Linked DNA regions of Mus musculus: region 2 is linked to region 1. Evidence: chromatin contacts called from public promoter capture Hi-C data. All regions are on one chromosome and are shown on one strand. Each heading gives the region's core, a stretch centred on a gene start, on an enhancer-like site or on the middle of the called end of the contact. The rest is flanking DNA. Distances are from core to core; before and after follow the strand shown.

The links. Promoter capture Hi-C pulls out the DNA fragments that hold promoters and counts their contacts.
Region 2: a promoter capture Hi-C map of pre-B cells shows a contact between it and region 1, with 4 times the contacts expected there. The contact joins the enhancer-like site here to the promoter of 4930467D21Rik in region 1. A contact is called at or near these places in 4 of 39 promoter capture datasets (the C10 cell line, hippocampal neurons and pre-B cells) and 3 of 115 datasets of contacts at active chromatin or transcription factors (acute myeloid leukemia, large pre-B cells and pancreatic cancer cells).

Annotation. Positions count from the first base shown.
Region 1 is chr5:97,390,478-97,393,859 of GRCm38.p6, reverse strand. It overlaps 4930467D21Rik (RIKEN cDNA 4930467D21 gene), which reads right to left and starts at 1,443. Exons shown (of 8, transcript NR_045981.1): 1 at 1,353-1,443. It overlaps Naa11 (N(alpha)-acetyltransferase 11, NatA catalytic subunit), which reads left to right and starts at 1,530. Exons shown (of 2, transcript NM_001033191.2): 1 at 1,530-2,232. The coding sequence starts at 1,563. The coding sequence ends at 2,219.
Region 2 is chr5:97,981,587-97,985,538 of GRCm38.p6, reverse strand. The region is part of intron 7 of Antxr2 (anthrax toxin receptor 2); the gene reads left to right. Among named protein-coding and RNA genes, the nearest start is that of Gm34226, 33 kb to the left of the region's middle. Within about 2 kb of position 2,013, at least 27 of the 459 cell types and tissues checked have an H3K27ac peak or open chromatin away from gene starts, as enhancers often do. A contact at or near this core is called in pre-B cells, where this site is marked.

The DNA of each region.
Region 1 (3,382 bases), core at 194-2,693:
GTAAGGCCCCCAGCCATGGGAAAAAGACACAGCCTCCCCTAGAATTAGAATAAAAACCAAAGGTGCTTTTTGTATGTGTTCACTCTTCTGAGCACACCCTCTTGCTCAAGGGTTTTGCCTTGTCCAAACCCTTCATGTGGAGGGGTAGTCTCATTCTTTGTAACCTGGCACATATTTCTAAGAAGAATGAAGAAGATTTTTTTTTAATTTGGAAATTTGCTTAGGAATATTTATAACATTTGAAAACCATTACATTCTCCAGTCCAGGTGAATATGTACATAAATATTCAACAACATTCTGTCATGCTTTCCATACTATTCCAAACTGGAAATACCACAAATAGCCATGAACAGTAGAGTTTCCCAGTGAATTGGAAAAAACAAACAAAAAATAAAAACTTAGAAAATGGAATATCAAACGAAATTATAGCAAAGCTTCAGTCTGAACAAGATGGCTGAAACTCACATGTAGTGAATAAAAAAAATACACAAACAAAAAATGAGGACAGTGTGATTTTTATATATGAGACCTACTCGGTAGGACTCCAGAGGATTAGAGAACAGACTACCTATGATGGCATTGACAATCTGGTTTATTTAGTTACATAGGGCTGTTCAGACGTGGACAAACTAAAAGGCTAAAACTGAGTCCAAGAGTCTCTCTTAGGTCAATGGTTAAGAGCACTGGCTCCTCTTCCAGAGGACCTGGGTTCAATTCCCAGAACCATATGGCAGCTCACAACTGTCTGTAACTCCATTTCCAGAGAGGCTCTGCCAGTGCCTGACAAATACAAAAGTGGATGCTCATAGCATTCCATTGGACAGAGCAAAGGGTTCCCCGTGAAGGAGCTAAAGAAAGTACCCAAGGAGCTGAAGGGGTTTGCAGCCTTATAGGAGGAACAACAATATGAACTAACCAGTACCCCACCCCACCCCCAAGCTCCCTGGGACTAAATCACCAACCAAAGAAAACACATGGTGGGACTCATGGCTCTAGCTGTATATGTAGCAATGGGAGGAGAGGTCCTTAGTCCTGTGAAGGCGCGATGCCCCAGTATAATGGAATGCCAGGGCCAGGAAGCGGGAGTGAGTGGGTTGGGGAGCAGTGGGAGGGGAAACCAGGAAAGGGGATAACATTTGAAATGTAAATAACGAAAATATCTAATAAAAAAAAAAAAAAAAAAAAAAAAAAAAAAAAAAAAAAACACCAAAAAAACTGAGTCCAAATAGAAGGCTCATCAAGTTGAGTTCAATCCCTGGGACCCACACGTTGGAAGATAAGATTTCTACAAGTTCTCTGACCTGCACATGTACCACTGCACACACATGCAGGTATGCAATGAGTCCCATACCTTTTAAACCGAGAAGGACTCAGCTCCTCTCGCTCCGCCCTTTCCCAAATGTGAACATACTGAGGCCTGAGAACAGGAAGCCTCACGGGCTGGGACAGCAGACTTCCGGAAGCGCCCTTAGCCCCGCCCCTTCCGCCCGTAGGCCTTCCCGCCACCGGTCTCTGCTCGGCCTGGCCCGCTGAGGTCCATTGCCAAGGCAACGACGCCAGGATGAACATCCGCAATGCCCGGCCCGACGACCTGATGAACATGCAGCACTGCAACCTGCTCTGCCTGCCGGAGAACTACCAGATGAAGTACTACTTCTACCATGGCCTGTCGTGGCCCCAGCTCTCCTACATCGCCGAGGATGAGGACGGCAAGATCGTGGGCTATGTCCTGGCCAAGATGGAGGAGGACCCCGATGATGTTCCCCACGGGCACATCACCTCGCTGGCCGTCAAGCGCTCACACCGGCGCCTCGGCCTGGCCCAGAAGCTCATGGACCAGGCCTCACGGGCGATGATCGAGAACTTCGGCGCCAAGTACGTGTCCCTGCACGTCAGGAAGAGCAACAGGGCGGCCCTGCACCTGTATTCTAACACCCTCAACTTCCAGGTCAGTGAGGTGGAACCCAAGTACTATGCTGATGGTGAAGATGCTTACGCCATGAAGCGGGATCTCTCTCAGATGACTGATGAGCTGAGAAGGCAGCTGGTGCTGAAGAAGAACAGATATGTGGTTCTGGGCTCCGAGGAGACCCAGGGCGGCACACTTCCTGATGCTGGGGAGGCCTGCCTGCCCAAGAACCCCACAAGCAAAGACAGTGGCAGCAGTGACAGCACTGATGTCCAGGACAGCTCAGAGGACTTGGATTCCATCTCCTAGAGCATTTCCTGAGGTATTCTCTTCCTTGGCCCCGCCTCCTCTGTACCCCTTTGAGTCATAGCTTGGCCTGCCCAGTCCCATCTTGTCCCACCCTTTTGTACTTGTGCTAGGTTTCTTCCTGAATGCAGTGAAGGTGTCCACAGTGTTACCCTTGCCGCATTCTTGCTAAAAGGAAGATTTCTTGTTGAAATCCAACAAGTGTTTCTTTTTATAGAAAATAGGATGTGTTGAACGATAGACTATGCAGCCAGCGAAATGCAGAATGGGAATGAAGGGCAATAGGAAATTTGACAGAAGAATGTCCTGGCCTCTCCAGAAAAGAAGTAGTATTTTAAAGAGTATGGGCAGCTGGGGGTGTAGCTCAGTGGTCCTGCTCCTGCTTAGCATGCTGGATTTGGCTATCACTACCACCAAAACAAGCACAAGAATTTTCTAGTAAACTAAAGATAATAGCAACCAAACAACCATGGGGGGGGGGGGTACTGTTGCAATCTTCATTCAAACAAACCAAGACGACATTCTCTAGTCACCCAGTCAAAATTGGGACGTGGACTCTATTCTATTAAGTGTGTTAAATGTAAAATGAAGTAATTATCCTACAAAAATACTTTTTTTTAAGTCAGATTAACTAATATGATGGGTAGAATTTGAATTAATATACACCAGCAAAAATAAAGGGACAAAAAGCAGTTCTGATGAGGAATTCAAATAAGATAAACAGCCTAAAAGGGGAAGGGTTGCAGTGGGGCGCTGAGGCGTGTTTATCTAGCCTGTGAATGGCCCTGGGTTTGATCGTAAGGACTGCAGAAAAGGTCTAAAAATAAAATAAGAACGTCAGCCTTGTAAAAACTGTTGAAGGCGAGAAATGTCTCCTCGTGGGTTCCTTATGCTGTCTTTTCACTCTGGGATTTGTGAAAATTTACACAAAAACTTAGAGCAAAGTATTATACTTGCTAAAAACATTCTAAGAAGCCACTAATGCACACATAGTAGCATATGTCTATAATCCCAGTTCTTATGAGCTAGGAGGATGTTGAGTTTGCAACCATCCTGGGCTAGTGAGATCTTATTTTTGTTTCTTTATTCCTATATCTTTAAGGTAAAAGAAAAGCTGAGCTGGCTCAGGGGCTCCAGGCACTTGCAGCCAAGCCTGGTGGATTAAG
Region 2 (3,952 bases), core at 764-3,263, 590 kb before region 1:
AGAGATATGGACTGAACCTCATTCCCATATAGGAATGAATAATAAGGTAGATGCTTGTTTTTTCTATCACCATTTATTGAAGAGTGCCATTTTCCAAAATATATATTTAATATCTTTGTCAAAAATTCGATGGCTACATCCAGCTCTGTAGAATTCTTGTGCTATTCTGGCCTTTTTGCATATTTGTCTTATTTTTCAATGGCATTAGAGTATTGATTTAGTTCCTGTGACACTGTAGTATGTAGGAGTGTTGACATAGAGTGTTGTGATTTTGTGTCTGTGGCACTGTAGTATGTAGGAGTGTTCACATAGAGTGTTGTGATTTTGTGTCTGTGGCACTGTAGTATGTAGGAGTGTTCACATAGAGTGTTGTGATTTTGTGTCTGTGGCACTGTAGTATGTAGGAGTGTTGACATAGAGTGTTGTGATTTAGTTCCTGTGGCACTGTAGTATGTAGGAGTGTTGACATAGAGTGTTGTGATTTTGTGTCTGTGGCACTGTAGTATGTAGGAGTGTTCACATAGGGTGTTGTGATTTTGTGTCTGTGGCACTGTAGTATGTAGGAGTGTTGACATAGAGTGTTGTGATTTTGTGTGTGTGGCACTGTAGTATGTAGGAGTGTTCACATAGAGTGTTGTGATTTTGTGTCTGTGGCACTGTAGTATGTAGGAGTGTTCACATAGAGTATTGTGATTTTGTGTCTGTGGCACTGTAGTATGTAGGAGTGTTCACATAGAGTGTTGTGATTTAGTTCCTGTGGCACTGTAGTATGTAGGAGTGTTCACATAGAGTGTTGTGATTTTGTGTCTGTGGCACTGTAGTATGTAGGAGTGTTGACATAGAGTGTTGTGATTTTGTGTCTGTGGCACTGTAGTATGTAGGAGTGTTCACATGGAGTGTTGTGATTCTGCTACTATTTCTTTGTCCAGTAAGCATTGTTCTGGAGAGTCAGGGATTTTGTACTTCCATAAGAATTTTGGAATTAATTTTTCTAGTTCTACGAAGAATTTTATTGGGATTTTGATGGGGTTTGTATTTAATCTGCAGATTGCCTTTGGCTGGATGGCAGTCTTCACAATGTCTTCTTCTTTCTCTTGAACATGGGAGCCCTGGGAAGTGTCCTCTTCAGTTTCTTTTAGAGCTGTCTTAACATTTTTAACATAGAGGTCTCCACCTCTTTTGTTAGGTTTATTTCCAATATTTTGCTTTCCTTGAAGCTATTGTGAATGTTACATTTTCCTTGTTTCATCCTTGGGAATGTTTTTATTGGCATATAGAAAGGTTGCTGCGTAGTTGATGTTCAGTGGCTACCATGAGACTTTTCTAAAAGTGTTTATAATATCTAAGTGTGTTCTGTTAAATCACTAGGCTCCTTATAACTACAGGATTGTGTCATCTGCAAATAGGGATACCTCATTTTTCTCCTTTCCTGTTTGTATTCCATTTAATGTCTTTCTCTTACAGCTTTGGTAGAGTTAAAACTTATATTGAACAAGAACAGTGAGAATAGACACTCTTGTCTCATTTCTGATATTAGAGAAAATGTTTCCTGTTTTTCCCCATTTAGTATTATATTGTCTATAAAATTATTGTACATAATCTTTAGTATATGTGAGTCTATTTTTTTAATTCCTGTTTTTAAGGGCATTCATTTATCAGGAAGGGAGATGAAGTTTGTCAAAGCCCTTTTTACATCTATTGAGGCATTGCTGTGTTTTTTGTCTTTTAAGTCTCTCTGTGTTGCATTACTTGATTGAACCAATCTTGTATTCCTTACCTGGGGTAAGACCGGCTTGGTCATAATGCATTTGTGATTTTTTTTTTAAAAACAGAATTTACTTTTATTTCATGTATATGAAATGTGTGCCTGCATGCATGTGTGTGTAGCATGTGCATATCTGGTGCCTGCAGGGGCCAGAAGAAGACCTCCTCTTCCCTGGAAGTGGTGTTACGGATGCTTGTGGTCTAGCATGCAGGTGCTGGTAAACCGCATTCTCTCCTAAAACAGAAAGTGCTCTAACAGCCACGGCGAATCGCCGCAGCTTCATATGTGCGATTCCGAATATATTCATGAGAGTGTGATTGTAAGAACTTTGTTAATGTTCACCAGAGAAATTGGTCTACAGACCTCCCTGTTTGTCTGTTTGTCTGTCTGTCAATCTGTCTCTACTCTCTGTGTGTGTATGTACCTGTGTGTGTGTGCACCCATGCATGTGTGTGCACACATGTGCGCATGTGTTTTATGTTTTAATTTAGTTGGTATCAGAGCATTACTGGCTTTGGAGAATGACTTTGGCTCTTTACTTTCTCTCTCTCTTTCTCTTTGTGGAACACTTTTTAGGAGTGTTCTTGGTGTCTTCAATCAGTAGTTGAAGAATTCTGGAGTGTTGAAGGAGTCATGATGCTTTGCCTTTTCATATTTATGGTGTCTGTGTGCTGTGATTGCGTGTACGGCTTCTGGTTGTATTGGAAGATATTCCTGTTGAGTATCATACTTTGAGGGTCTCAAGTTTTTATTTGCACAGTTTCCCTCCTTTGCATAACAGTGCCAGGGGCTGCTCACAGTTAGCTCTGCAGTCTGCTCTGTGTAGACTCTCTCACCCTTCTGAACGCTGCAGTCCATACTGTTCCCTCAGGTAGCTAAATCCACAGGGAGTGGGAAAGGCTACACACTGAGCTCTGAACAAGTAGGAGGCCCTCCTGAATAGTTTATCCTTCTCCCGCCTCCTGGGATGCAGCTGTAGTGTTAGTGGAGCATGGGGGAGATTTAGGATTTAGGTTCTACAGCAATGACTAACAGGTAATTGGTTCCAGTGGTGGGTTGTTCTCATTGAGCTTCTAATCTCCAAGTGACCCAAATTCAGGGTATTCGTAATTAATTAGACCTGCTCCAGGAAACTAAGAGGGGAGGCTACCTCTCTTCCGTACTCCACTTCCTGAGTCTAGCTTTCCTGCTGCGTTCTGTTTTTGGCTTTGGGGCTTCTAGTCCTCCAGCTGTTTACAACTGCATCAAAATCTATACTTACCCTGGGATGGTTGCAGACTAAATTCCAACTCCCTGCCCTGTGACAGTTCCCCATCTTCAGCCCCTAAGGATAGTTTAGTTTCAAAGAGTAGCTTCTTTCTCAAGATGATGTTGGGTCCAGCACCTTCCCTCTGAACCACAAAAGTGCAAGAGTATGCTTCTGTACCACTGGGGACCCATCTGCCCGAGGAATCGCTGTTTCATCAAAACCATCTTGATTTTAAGCCTACACATTTTTTCAGGAGTATCCTAAATGTAGGAATCCAAGTCCCTTTTCACCAGGGCCACAAGCCTCCTGCTTTGGATAAGTTTTCTGACTTTGCTCCCTCTGTCCCTGCCAGGCATCCCTGTGAGCGCAGGGTGTTAGGTTGGGCATCTTCCACGAGCGATATCCTATCCATAGTCTTGTAACGCCCCTGTTTTCTTGTTTTCTTTCCCTGAAAGATCTCCATTTTGACATCTTGAGCTTCTCATTGGTCACTTCTTGTACAGAATATTTATTTTTTTTAAAAAATGAACTATTGTGCTTTAATGTAATTACAGTTTAAAGTATTGCATGTAAACTACATTCCAGCATTAAAGTATTCAGTGTCTAGTTATTGCCATCTTAATATAGAATATGGTAAATTCTAGATGAGGAAAACAAATTTACAAGTCATTTTTATTTCTAAATCTGTATTAACTCTCTCGTCAGTCTTGTCTACCCGCCTCTTCTCTGACTATTTTTTCATTTGGAAGTGATTTTGATAAACTTTGTTTTAAATTATATCATCTTGCATTTGTAAAATTCATAATTCATAGAAGGGCTAGGTGCTTTTTCTTAAAAAACTGTCTTGACTTATCTGTGTCCCGATGTGATTATTGGTTTGATGACTAGAGAGACCTTTTAAATGTTATTTCTAGTTTATTTTTTCAACCTAAACAGTT